2 separate regions of the Gossypium hirsutum genome follow, and region 2 is linked to region 1. A link is a contact called in public Hi-C data. All regions are on one chromosome and are shown on one strand. The core of a region is the stretch at or near the end of the contact, and the rest is flanking DNA. Distances in the headings are between cores, read along the strand shown.

Region 1 (7,255 bases), core at 2,060-4,559:
CCAAGCTTGGTGGATTCCATCGAAGATCCCCCCCCAAAACAACTCTACCTCATACGACTTACATAAGCCAATGTTACAACCACAACCCCAAAGCCATCTACCATTGGAGTCTCTAATAACACCGCCAGCTGATGCTAAATTAGTACCAAGTTTACAGGCGCCATCCACATTCATTTCCATACATACAAAGGAGGGAACCATGAAATTGGCTACCAAACTTTTACCATACTTCTATTCAAAGAAATACGATACAAATCAATGTTGTAAAGAATCCATATTCAAATAAGCAACTTGTTATTACAGCCCAACCAAAGAAATAATCGATCCTTTGCGGCATCTCCAAAAAATTTTCCAAATGGGATCATTATTCGTATTTGAAGGCGCAATAGATTCATAGGCTGTTTTAATAAATTATTAGTATATATGCAATTTTGTATAATAAATCTCATGAAGACTAAAAATAAGTACAAATATTTATACTTAATATTACTGAAGGTATCAACTAGTTAACAGTATAATAGTAAATAACTTGGGGTGTTCAATTTTTTGTTGTTATTAGGTTGGAGCTCCCTAGTATCTCTATGTATACACACAACTAGCAAGGGGAGTTTTGAATAAATATATGTTGGAAGTTGAAATTCACTTTATATTGCAAACTTTCACTTTGCATTGCTGCGCTTTTATTAATCTTTCCAGCTTTGTCATTGCTAAATCGGTACTATTTTTCTGTAGGAGAAAAGAACCCAAAAACTATTGAAGTTAATAAAATCACAGTTGTACCTGGAAAATTATTGTAAGCTGATATTAACACCAAGATTTGAGCGATGTGTACCCATTTCCTCCCAAATTTGTTGTAAGAATAATTATTATTATGAAATTTTGTTGCCTTATCGTATCCACTGCTATAATTTAAGAAAACATCAGTAGTCCATTTCATGTGTTTATTGTGCACCAAGAAAACAGTCTCCTGTGCGAAATTCTTTTGTGGAAACCAATTTGCTGTTATGCATGCATCTACGAATAGCACACTAAGGTTATGAGATGCTAGTAAGTCGGATCATCCAGTCTTTTTTAAGACACAACTTCATCATATGCAACCATGTGTTAATGAACCCAGGGTTTTTAATTTACGATCTCACTATTAAGTGCATGTATCCAACAATATAGAGTTGAATCTCACCATGAACCAAAGATTCCTTTAGTCCTAATTCCATTGTTCATATGTCATCTTTTTTCAAGGATGTTCTGTAAATTAATCTTTTTCCTTTACATTTTCTTCTTTGATATTGCTTCGTAGGATGTTTTCTTTTTTCTTTTTCTTTAGTAAATACATAGAATATTAAAAAAACTACAAAAAAAATTGTAAAGAAAACTAAAATTGGCAAATACATATTTCTTTCAACAACCACGTACATTGTAAGCTCATAAATTTTATTCGGATAATCCAATTGCATTTAGAAATACTTTTAAGCTAAAAACTTAAACAGTTGATAAAAGATAACCCTAGCTAGAATAAAGAGAAATGAGACGAAGAGAAGAGACAGCTCAGGAGGGATAGAAGATAGATAAGAACTTTCTCGAACCTTTGATGGAAATTTTATGCTCAGAGTCTCTTGAAAATTCTTAAAGTGATCAAGAACAATTTTACCTTACTTACGGACTTGCAAGGTCAAGAAAACTCGAATAATCATCAAAGAGTTTCGAGAATAGAAGAAAAGATATAAGAAGAATAAGCTCAGGAGAGATATTGCCATGGACTTCATAACATGAAATCTACTTTTCTTGAGCTAGGATGTTGATGACCTGGCGGACGAACTGCGATGGTCAGGTCCATGATCAAGGGTGGCAATGGGCGTCGTTGAGCCATTGATAGGAGCTTATGGCTCGGAAAGCCAATGAAGAAGGGTTAAGACTTTTTGGACTGGTCAGTAGAAAATGGATATGGAGGAAGTGGAAACAGTGCCATGAAAGATGAGAAAAAGCTCCTTAAACTTATCTATTTATATACAGTCTCAGTCTTGTGTGCCATAAGTTTATCAAAGTAATACGAAGGGATTTGGTTGATGTGTCGTTTTCTGTGCTTGTTTTGTTAGTAAATGCTTCCTTTTCTCTCTTCTTAATTTCTTTGAAATTAAAGAATGTTTTTTTACTTTAAAAAAATAAATGTTTTGCAACTTTTCAATTTTCAAACTTATATTAAATTAAAATATTATCGTTACAAGTTTTTTGACAGATATCGTTTAATGAGAAATGGTAGTAGAAAATAGAAATATTTTATACTTAATCTCCCTATTCCTACTTCCTTAGAAGCTTGGGTATTTTTCCATCTAGGTTTAATATCATGAGATTTTTTTTATAAAGCCATGTATCAAGACAAAGTGAGCAAATATATTGCTAAAATAGAGAATTAAAATCTAAGTAAATCTTGAGATACCCTTTGATCTTCTTATGAAAAGGAAAAGCTAGAAAAATCTTAAATTGAAATTTGATAGTGCATCCAAATTCATTTAATTTTTTTAGCAATAAATAAAAGTGAGTTTGGGATTTTAAATTATCACTTTTTCATAGAAATAATATAGGAATACTAATATTAAAAGTTAGATTGTATTTTATTTTCTTTATTCATGAAATTAAAAAATTATTTTTATACGTTAAAAAAAATAAATTGATCATTTTATTAAAAATTACATCCATTTCTATGTTAAAAATCATAAAGTGTACATAACATGTTACATATTACTATTTAATTATTCTACCAATCATATTAAATTTTAAAATAAATAAAAATTTTAACTAAAAAATTTAATTTATTATTTAATCTAATATGTAAAAATTAATTTAACCGTTTTAACTTTAATTATAAAAGATTAACGTTAGAACAAGGAATTTTATCTAACCCATAGATAGGGTTTTATTTTCTCAAAACCCATAGATAGGTTTACGTACCTACCAAACACTATAAAATATTTTTCTCCAATAGGGCAGAAAAGAAAAGGAAATAACAAAAAAACAAGACCGTAGGCCTAAGAGGGTTAGATACAAATGCCAAATGGGAGAGTAGCAGCAATGTACCACATAGTTTGACCATCCGTTTTGTCCCTCTCTTTGCACTTCCCAAACTCATATAAAGAAAAAAGCAATAGCAAAAGCTACTGTAATTCCCTAATTCCCATGTCTTATAGTATGTATGTATGTATTAACTGCGGCAGTCTCAGAACGGAGAGGTTTTTGCATTGTTAGGTCAATCTCAAATGGTCCCCCCCTCTTATTTATTATTTATACTACGTGCCACATGCCTTCTCTAATTACATTTAAGGGGCCACCCATGGCATTGGCAGTGCAGTACAGTGCATCGCAGTGCAGTGCAGAGCAGGGATATCTAAATCTTTAGTCAAAAAATATAATTCGGCCTCCATACATGCACTACAACTAATGCCATGGTCCAGCAGGAATGTCATGATTAGAACTACTAATTCTTTATTCAAATCCAAATCAGATCAGGACTTAAAAATTATTTTTATCAGTAAATAATGATTTGGATGTCTAAATAAAACCTCAAATAACAAATTTAAATATTTAAAAAATAATATTTATTTTTACCATGAATAATAAATGTGATATCCAAATACACAAAGGCGCATTGGATGGTGTGAGGAATGCCTTGAGTTTCTGAAATAAGCACGTCGTGGTTGTAATGGTTTTGCATGCATTTGATTGAGCTGAGACACAGAGAGAAAGGAGCAAAGCCACCTACCAACCCCATCTGAACCTATTTATGAATAGTCATCATTACCTTCCATTGCCTTCTCACCTCACTCATTTATTACTTTCTGCAAATGCCCCTTCACTTCACGTTCTTTTTATTTCACTATTACTATTTTTAAAATAAAAATTACATAATCCTTGAATTTACCTTCCTAAAAATCTTCAATTGGTTGATGGAAATTGTGAGATGGGGAAATCTTTCATTTTCAATCTGCAAAACAGCCCAGAAATTAGCAGAGCAGGCAAAGTGTCTCAAATAGCTAAAGACAGGCAACATGAACCCTTTTTTGTCATCAACAATTTGTATGCATCTTTATATAAATTGCTCCTATCTTATATTGGGAAATGAGATTTCACTCCTCACAATTCATTCAAACACCTAAGGTATTTGTATTCATCTTTTATTATGTTTTTCTATAATTAATATTCGTACATTATTTTAGATTTGTGGATATCTTGCAAATTGAGTATTAGCTTATTGTTAATACAAGAGGGCGTAGACTTAAGTGCGTTCAAATAAAGGTGAGTAAATTTTGATTTGATTCGAAAAACTTGATAAAAATTTTAAATTTTAAATTAAATAGTTCGAATTATTTAAGTTAATCAAGTTATTCGAATCAACTTGTTGGAATATTTTCAAATATTTATAGTGTTCCAATAACTATAAATGAATAGGTGTAATTAATCAAAAGATTATATTGTTTGATTTTTTGAAAAAGAATTATAACTATTTAAATAATTTTATTTGAATAATTATAATTAAATGAATAATTTTAAATACATTATTATTCAGAAAGACACCTATTGATGAAAGATGTCTCTATGAAGAGACATGAAAATTCCTATAAATAGGAATGAGATTTCATTTGGAAATCATACCATCGAACTCTAAGATTCTTTCTTTCCTTCCTTCGTTTTCTAATATTATTAGATTATTCTATAAAGTATTACTGCAGAAATTCTATATAGAAATTGAGTTACTTGTCATATATTGCTCAGTGTGTAGTGGACTATTCTCGTCAGTGCAAAACGCAAATAGTCATTGGCTTCATTGTATCCTCGAGGTTAATTTGCTTGGAACTCGTTTGCACACTGAAGATAGGTGGGGGCGAATATAACCTTAAAGATAGTGGCTTAATACACGCCTTAGAGCCTTGTCCTATTTCTTCTTTTATTCGAGTTCCGTTCGTCTGTTCGAGATTTTCCTCACCGAAGTTTTGTACTAACAATTTTAAGGTTATAATTCATGATGTCTACCACAACTCATGAAAGTGGAACACTAAGGGAGTTGGCTTCCAATTTTGTCAGACTTGATCGGTTTGATGGTGGCAATCTTCGATGATGGTAGAAAAAGATGCACTTCCTATTATCAACTTTGAAGATTGCTTATGTTTTGGATACTCCAAGACCTGACGAGACTGAAAACGAATCTGTTGCTGCAACCCGAGAAAGACAAAAATGGGACAATACTGATTACATGTGCATGGGCCACATATTGAATGGTTTATCTGATGGTTTGTCCGACACCTACCAAAACGAGGTCACCGCTAAAGAATTATGGGACAAATTGGAAACAAGATACATGATCGAGGATGTTGCAAGTAAGAAATTTCTTGTCAGTTGTTTCAATAATTATCAAATGGTTTATGGTCATTCTGTTATGGAACAATTCTGTGATATTGAAAAGATGCTGAATCAATTCAAGCAATATGATTTGAAAATAGATGAAATGATTGTTGTATCTTCTACAATAGACAAACTTCCTCCATCTTGGAAAGACTTTAAAAAAAGTCTAAAATATAAGAAAGAGGAAATATCTCTTGAGGCTTTGGCAAATCATCTTCGTATTAAAGAAGAATATCGAAAGCAAGATCAGAATCTAAATTCTGAAAACGCCAAAGTGCATGTTACGGAGGAAGTACAGACTACTAAACCATTCAAGAGAAAGTTCAAACAGACTGATAGAGCACCTAAGTTCAAAAAGAAACAAAAGGGCTCATGCTATCATTGTGGTAAGCCGGGAAATTTCAAGAATGAATGTCGATTTTTAAAGAAGAAATCATCTTCTAAGGCTGATAATAACGAAAAGTTCGTTGCAATGATATCTGAAATTAATATGGCTCAAGATGATAATACATAGTGGATTGATACCGGAGCAACCAAACATCTGTGCAAAGACAAAAGCATGTTCACAAAGTTCACACAATGTGAAAATGACAATGTCTTGTACATGGGAAATTCTTCCACCGCAGCAATCAAAGGCAAAGGGTCTGTTGAACTACAATTTACTTCTGAAAAGGTTTTAACCTTAAATGATGTATATTATGTACCAAAAGTTAGAAAGAATTTAGTGTCTGGAAGTCTGTTAAATAAGTTTGGTTTCAAAATTATTTTTGAGGCCGATAAGTTTATTTTGTCTAAGGGAGGAATTTTTGTAGGAAAAGGGTATATGTATGAGAGTATGTTCAAACTAAATATTATTAATAAGAATAAAAATATTATTTTTTCTTATATGGTTGAGTCTTTTTGTTTATGGCATTATAGATTAGGTTATTTGAATTATAGGAAATTGAATTACATGTATAAGTTAGATTTAATTACTATTTTTAATAATAATATTGGAAAATGCAATACATGTATGTTGACTAAAATTACAAGAAACCCTTTCCCTAAGGTTAAAAGAAATACAAAATTACTTGATTTGATACATAGTGATTTATGTGACATGCATAATACTCCTACATTAGGCGAAAATAAATATTTTGTTACTTTTATTGATGATTGTTCTAGATATTGTTATGTATATTTAGTGCATTCAAAAGATGAAACACTTGATAAATTTAAAGTTTATAAATTTGAAGTTGAAATTCAATGTGAATCATTTATAAAGTGCTTAAGATCGGATAGAGGTGGAGAATACTTTAATCCAAGTTATTTTGAATCCACTGAGATTATCCATCAAGTTTCAGCCCCCTACACACCACAACAAAATGGTGTAGCTGAAAGGAAAATTAGAGTCTTAACTGAAATGGTAAATTCAGTGTTATCATATTAGGTCCTGGACAAGGTTTTTGGGGAGAAGCTATTCTAACAGCTTGTCATATATTGAATAGAGTTCCTACTAAGGAAACTAAAAAAACCCTATGAACAATGGAAGAAAAGAAAACCAAACCTTAACTATTTGAAGGTTTGGGGTTGTAGAGCTATTGTCAAAGTTCCAACACCTAAATGTAAAAAGTTAGGTGAAAGAGGACTTTTATGCATGTTTATAGGATATGCACATAATAGCAAGGCATATAGGTTCATGGTAATTGAACCAAATGATTCAATTTCAATTAATGCTGTTATTGAATCAAGAGATGCTATTTTTGATGAAAATAGAATTAATTCTATATCAAGACAATTACAGCCACAACAATTGATTCATTCTTCAAATGAGAATAAGATTTCATTGGAACAAATTGATAATAATGATGAATCTTGTCAAGAA
Region 2 (7,346 bases), core at 237-2,736, 85 kb before region 1:
CCAGGCAACATTCTTTTTTTTTTTAAAGAAAAACAACCCAAAGGTCTACCTCATTTTATAGCATCTTTAAGAATAATATTATGGATATCCAAAGGATAATCCATATCAAAATACACATCACACTTATTCGAATAGCTAATTTACACAAATAATCAGCTACAGTATTTCTATTCCGATTTAACCAAATAATTTGGACCGAATGAAAATTTTTAAAGGCTTCGCACACTTGCTTAATACGCTGGCTCAAGTTGGTAATATCCTGCGTCCTCTTATTAACCTTGTTGACCAATACAGCGCTGTCAGATTCCAGAATTAGCTGGGTCAAATTTAAGTTTTCGGCTAACTTTATTCCTTCTTTAAACGCCTCCAGCTCAGCCCAACCAACGTCCAAAGTTTCTTCCCTGAATTTATAGCATCCCCCAGGACAAAACCATCGTGGTCTCTAGCGATTGCGCCAAATCCACTGCATCCTTTCGAAACCGCAGCGTCAACATTCACTTCGATATAGCCATTTGGAGGCTTTTCCCAGCTCTCGTTCGTCTGAATCGGGGAGAAGACCGGAGGTTCAGTGAACTTAAAGATTCTAAAATCTTTACTTAAAGTACTTGCCCTTTCCCAAATCATCACCGCGGCATCCATCTTCCCATTAAAAACCATATTGTTTCTATCATTCCAGCTGTTCCAGAGAAGGGTTAAGAAGTCAGCAGCAGCTTTATTATCGAGCTCACGAAACACATCTTCGAGCCAGTCGATACAGTTAATGTAATCCCCTTCCAGCAATCTATTATTTAAACCTCCAGCGACAAGGACTTCACGAGCCTTGGAGCAGTCTTTCATCGTATGAATCAGCGTCTCTTCTCTGTTTTGGCATCTCGGACAGGTATTATTAAACCCCTGGCGAATACGAGCAATATTATCAAAAGTTGGGAGGATATTGTGACCAATTCTCCAGCTAAAAATTTTAATCTTTGGGAGCATCTTTAATTTCCATATGGAGCGCCAAAAAAATCTATGGGGACCGAAACCAACTTTCCTAAGAATCATCCAGGAGTACGCCGATTTGGTAGTATAAATGCCGTGCGGGTTTTGAATCCACGTCCTGGTATCTTTGATGCCATTATGAGAAATGGGCAAATTGCAAATGCAGTCCCCCAAAGTATCACCATAAATCTCAACCACCCTCTCCCGTTTCCACCTCCTATTTTCGTGGTCCCACAAATCTTTGACCTTTCTCTCATTATTAGCAAAAGGAGACCAACACACCGACTCTCCTATAATGCCTTCAACCCCCCAATGGTCCCGTCTAAGATCAATCTTATTTCCATCGCCCACGTGCCATATAAAACCGTCTTTTAGCGCATCAACCGCCTTGGCTATGCTCTTCCAAGTGAAAGATAGTTTATCACTCTGTTTGTATCTAAACACGTCCCCATCCGGGAAATACTTGGCACTTGACACTTTGAAGCATAACGTGTCCTGTTGGGTCATAAGCCTCCAAACCTGTCTGCCAAGTAGAGCCAAATTGAACAGATGTAAATCCCGAAAGCCCATGCCTCCCATTCCCTTCGGATAACACAATTTTTCCCAGGTTATCATTGCCCACCCCCGTGCTTTGTCTTTATTATTCCACCACATCTGTCCCAATTTTGAATGAAGATCTTCGATAATGCCTTTAGGGGCCAGAAAAACAGAGAAAGCATACGTTGGAATAGCTTGAACAATGGCTTTGATAAAAACCTCTTTCCCTCCGTAAGATAATAAACGTTTTGACCAGCTATTTATTCTGCAATTGCAACGATTAATAATGTTAGTAAAAGCTAATGATTTTTTTCTACTAACAGGTAACGGTAACCCTAAGTAACTATCTAGCTTATCAACAATACGCATGCCAAGCATGGAGTTAAATAGTTGCCTTTGGGCCAACGGAGTATTCGGGCTAAACATAATCATAGATTTATCTTTATTAACCTCTTGACCCGAATCACAATTGAAGTTTGAAATAATATTCACAATTTCCTCCACATCCTTTTTTTTATTACGAATAAAAAGGAGTGCATCATCGGCAAAAAAAGGTGATTAATACGAGGCCCATTTATGCTAGCACGAATTCCCTTAAGCACATTGTTTTTTTGTGCACGAATTAACATTTTTGAAAACGCTTCCATGCAAAATAAAAAAAGGTAAGGAGATAGAGGATCCCCTTGTCTTAAGCCTCTTTTCGGTGCAATCGTCTCGGAGAGGGTAGAATTGCATTTGACAACATAACGGACCGACCGAACGCATCTCATTATTTTAGTCACCTATTCATTTGCGTAGCCCATTTTCTTCATCACCTCTTCAATAAATTGCCACTCCACTCGATCGTACGCTTTGCTCATATCGAGCTTAATTACGAACCCCTTTTTTGGCCCGTTCTTTGTACTTTGGAGATAATGGACTAACTGATGGGCAATTAAAATGTTGTCGTGGATCATCCTCCCCGAAACAAAAGCACTCTGATTTTGGCTAATGCATGACGGGAGTGTTTCCTTCAAACGATTTGCAAGCACTTTGGCAACGATTTTATACACCATCCTACAAAGACTGATCGGCCTAAAATTAGTTATATCCACCGGCTCTTTAATTTTAGGGATTAGAAAAATAATAGTATCATTTATACAATCCACATTTTTAACACCCCTAAGAATATCATGACACAGCTTAATAATATCTTCCCCCACCACTTCCCAGTTTTCTTTAAAAAAATTCCCCGACAAACCGTCAATTCCCGGAGCTTTCCTAGGATCCATTTGACTGAACGCTTCCTTAATTTCGTTTTCCGTAAAGTCCTTCAGCAATCTGTCATTTTCTTCACCTGTAATACAGCTCTCAACATAATCAAGGTTTAGCATAGTATTAGAATTTAAATTGGATTTGAATAACTTTTGACAATACTCTCTGATCGCCTTGCTGATATCCGTCGTGTTCTTTTTCCAGTAACCATCCATGTCTTTAAGCCTAGTAATGTTATTTTTTTTCCTTCTGTTTGTGGCTCTCACATGAAAAAACCGGGTATTCCTATCCCCTTCTTTTAACCATTGGATCCTAGAGCGCTGGGCCCAATATTTCTCCTCTTCATCCAACAGCTTGCCCAGCTTTATTCTCAAAGCTTTGAGCTTATTACTCGCATACGTACCCCCCTGGCGATCAATGACGTTGTTTATATTTACCTGCAGGGTACCCATCTGGTTACGCATTTGTTTAAGCTTCTTATATTGCCATCCACCAAACTTTTTACCCACCATCTCGATCTTTCCCATTATATCCTTGGAACATTTCTGCCACGCTTCCTTGATGATTTTCTTTGCTTCCACATCTTTAGCCCAGCAAACGTCGTATTTAAAACAAAGCCTAGGATCTCTATGTCTATCTCTCAGCTTCCGTCCTTCAGTATCTAAAATGATGGCATCATGGTCTGAAGTAGATTGACGGATCACCTTGGTTTCCATAAAGGGGAACCTCGCCACATCATTAGCAGACATTAAAAACCGGTCAAGTCTCTCCTTAACCAACGCCGTACCATCCCTGTTATTAACCCAGGTAAACCATCCATTATCAGTTTTCAAATCAACCATTGAGAGCTCATCGACAACCTCCCGAAAGTCCTCCATTAGAGCACTTGGCTTTCTCCTACCCCCCTCTTTTTCCGCATTGTCGAGAATAGCATTGAAATCACCCCCAATGATCCATTTCTCCGCAACAGACTGACCCACCCTTCTCAGCATATTCCACGAGCACTGTCTTTTGTTTGGTTCGGCATTTCCATAGAATCCCGTGAACCGAATGGGATTGTCATTCTCCAGCTTGATTATCGAGTCAATGTGATTACTGGAATATGTTTGAACTTTGACCTTATCACTTTCCTTCCTCATCATGACCAGTCCACCACTTTTGCCGTTCGCGTTAACAGCCAAGCATCCTTCCATTTTACACCTACTGCGAACAGAAGAGAATTTATTAGCATTAATTTTTGTTTCACTAAGGAAGACTATATCAGGGTCATTAGCAACGACATTTGCTTTAATTCACGGACTGTCGCTGGGTTACCAATCCCACGGCAGTTCCAGCAGAGAATCTTCATTGGTTTTTCTCCCCCACGTATCTTTATCCTTTGAAACGCTAAAATCGCCAGGACAAAGAAAGAGCTTATCCCTTTTCGAAACCCTTGATGCGTCAAGAAAAGAGATGATAAATCACCCCGTAAAGCTTGAACTTGAAGATCTTCGATCTTCCGTCAAAGAACAACCAAGAAACCAAGACCAACCAGAAAGAAAGAAGGTGGGCTCGCAGGAAAGCCAACCCGCCGACCCAGGGAATCAGCGCTCGAGCAAGAAAACCGAACAACACAGCCCAAGGAACATAAATCATGCAGAGATGGCACCCACCAGTGGAAGCCCAGCTCCCAAAGGAAAAGACGAGAGGCACTCCCCAAGAAACAAACCTGTACAAAGGAAAAAAACAGAGAAACCAAGCTTTGCGAAAAACCCGAAAGAAACCAACCAAAATAAACGAATCAACAGGATAACCCTCAGCATACAGAAACCATGCGATATCTCGACATCTGAACAAGCAAAAGACAGCCACGGAAAAGGCGACAACCCAGCAAGAGCAATAAAGAAAACACCATTGGAAAAAAGAAAGCGATCAGCTTAATAAAGATCACTAAACATGACACAAAATACGTAGAACCCTGCAAGCATGAAACATGCACTTTGTACGTTGAGAAATAAAGAAAAACCCACTTTCATGCGGATGCATAAAAAAGAACGAGGAAAAGTCGCAATAAGGAAAAGAACCCGGCCACCGTGTGGCCCCCAGCGCACTAACCAGCATTCAAGCACAAATTTCAATAAACATAAATACAATACCAAATGAAGAAACAAAAACCAATGAAAAGTAAAACGGACAAAAGTCACCGTAAAGAAAGAAGCAAAAGCTCTGCAGGAAACGTCTTGTCAGACCAGGAACACCGCCAGAAGCCTATCGCATCAAAGTAAAGGCACCGTACAGCAACCATCCAAAGCAAAACGATAACAAAACTCAAAAACAATCCACATAAACAAACGAAACACACTCAGAACCCACCCCAACTGCAATAACATTCAACCGAATAAGGCAGACACACACACAAAAACAAGAACAGAAATCGCCCAATTCTTGGAGAAAAAACACGCTACCAGGCGCTGCTACCAGGCTACCAGCTACGAGGCGACATTCTTTTTTTTTGATAGAAAACGACCCGCAGGTCAACCTTATTTTATTGCATCATTGAAAACCAACTCATGAATATCGGCAGGATAATCCATGTTAAAATCCAAAGTACAAAAATTGGTCAAAGCCAAAGAACAAAGTTTATTCGTAACTTTATTACAACAACACGGAGCCCAGTTAAAAGTAAAACTACTAAACAGAACTAGCTCAGAGTGAATCCTATGCATGCAATGGCCGAAAGTCGTCAAGTCACTGCCCCTCTTATTATAGCGGTTAAGAATACTGGCGCAATCTGTCTCTAGCTCCACTGTATTCCATCCCGTTGACCGGGCAAAATGGATACTCTCTTCCAGTGCCAACAGCACCGCCCAATCACTATGTCCCTCATTGTCCACCACGCCCATCCTTCCACCCAAGACAAAGCCATCAAAGTCTCGAGCCACCAACCCAAAATACATTCTTTGGCCTTTGGCTGAGGCATTGAAATTCATTTTTATCCAACCCTGCTCAGGTTTTCTCCAGACTTTTTTCTCAACCTTACGCGGCAAAACAGGCTCATTCAGCAGATTGAAAATACGGAAATCATGGCTCAACAAAGCGGCTCTCTCCCAAGTCGTCTTGGCTACCTCGTCTTCTCCACGAAAAATACGATTATTCCTGCTGTTCCAAATGTTCCACAAGACAATAATGAAGTCAGACAGGGCCTTCTTATCCAACAGACGCGCCGCTCCTTCAATCCAGTCACTGCACCGAACGTAATCTCGCTCCAGCAAGGTATTATTAAGCCCACCATACTCTAACACTGCACGAGCCTTCGGACAGTTTTTTAAAGCGTGAATCAGGGTCTCCTTCTCCACACCGCACCTCGGGCAAGTACTATCGAAGCCACTCCGAATGCAAGCTATTTTTTCATTTGTAGGAAGATGCTCGTGGCCCAGCCGCCAGCAAAAAATTCTAATCTTAGGGAGGGTTTGAAGCTTCCACGTAAGTCGCCAAAAGACTCGGTGAGGACCATACCCTACGTGCTTAAGGGTCAACCAAGAATATGCAGAATTTTGTCGTGTAAGAACCGTGAGGGTTGTGGAACCAAATAAGCCTATCGTCCGGACCATTATGAATAATGGGAATTTTACAAATCTGGTCCCCCAAATAATCGCCGTAAATCTCCTTGACCCTAGTCTCCTGCCAGCCGTCCCCGCTCTCCATCAAAAGCTCACTCACGTTATTCTCCTGGATCCACCTCTTGTCAAACCGAATGGAGTCACCAGCCAGCCCCTCAAAACCCCACTTGTCGTGCCAAATATCAATACTCCTGCCGTTACCAACATTCCACCCAAAACCCGCATTCAGCATGCTAGCTACCTTAGCAATACTGTGCCAAGTATAGGAGGGTTTGTCCATGCTCTTGGGATTAAAAACATCACCATCGAGAAAGTACTTAGCACTCAGCACCTTGAAACAAAGCGTCTCCTTGCAATTTATAAGACGCCAGACTTGCCGACCAAGGAGAGCCACATTAAACCGGCGGAGGTCCCTAAAGCCAAGACCCCCCATCCCTTTTGGATGGCACAACCATTCCCAAGCCATCATGTTCCAACCCCTATTATTATCCTTTCCCCCCCACCAAACGCGTCTGATCAAAGCTTGGATCTCCTCAAGGACACCATCAAGAGCAAAAAACACCGAGAACGCGTAGGTAGGAATAGACTAAAGAATGGACTTGACAAAAATTTCCTTGCCACCGTTAGACAATAACCTTTTTGACCAACCATGAATCCTTTTGGCCACCCAATAAATAATACCCTGAAAAGCTGCTGACTTATTCTTCCCAATCGAGATAGGGAGACCAAGGTAACCATCCAAATTTGGCACCACCTTTATTTTTAGCAAACCACTCAAGGTCACTTGCTGAGAAGCAGGAGTGTTAGGACTGAAGTAAACCATGGATTTGTCCAAATTGACCCTCTGGCCCGACATTCTCTCGAACGATTCCAGAATTGCAGTGAAAGCCTCCACCTCCTTTTGGTTATTCTTGACAAACAAAAGCGCATCATCAGCGAAAAAAAGATGGTTAATCCTAGGGCCCTGCCTACTAG

The links. Hi-C and Micro-C count contacts between places; a contact is called where the count stands out from the background.
Region 2: a contact with region 1 is called in a Hi-C map of leaf, with 1.6 times the contacts expected there. The contact joins two enhancer-like sites. A contact is called at or near these places in 2 of 34 Hi-C or Micro-C datasets (both in leaf).

Annotation. Positions count from the first base shown.
Region 1 is chrA07:87,901,900-87,909,154 of Gossypium_hirsutum_v2.1, reverse strand. No RefSeq gene overlaps it. Among protein-coding and RNA genes, the nearest start is that of LOC121204265, 18 kb to the right of the region's middle. Within about 2 kb of position 3,309, at least 1 of the 9 cell types and tissues checked has an H3K27ac peak or open chromatin away from gene starts, as enhancers often do. A contact at or near this core is called in leaf, where this site is marked.
Region 2 is chrA07:87,985,196-87,992,541 of Gossypium_hirsutum_v2.1, reverse strand. No RefSeq gene overlaps it. Among protein-coding and RNA genes, the nearest start is that of LOC121203754, 29 kb to the left of the region's middle. Within about 2 kb of position 1,486, at least 2 of the 9 cell types and tissues checked have an H3K27ac peak or open chromatin away from gene starts, as enhancers often do. A contact at or near this core is called in leaf, where this site is marked.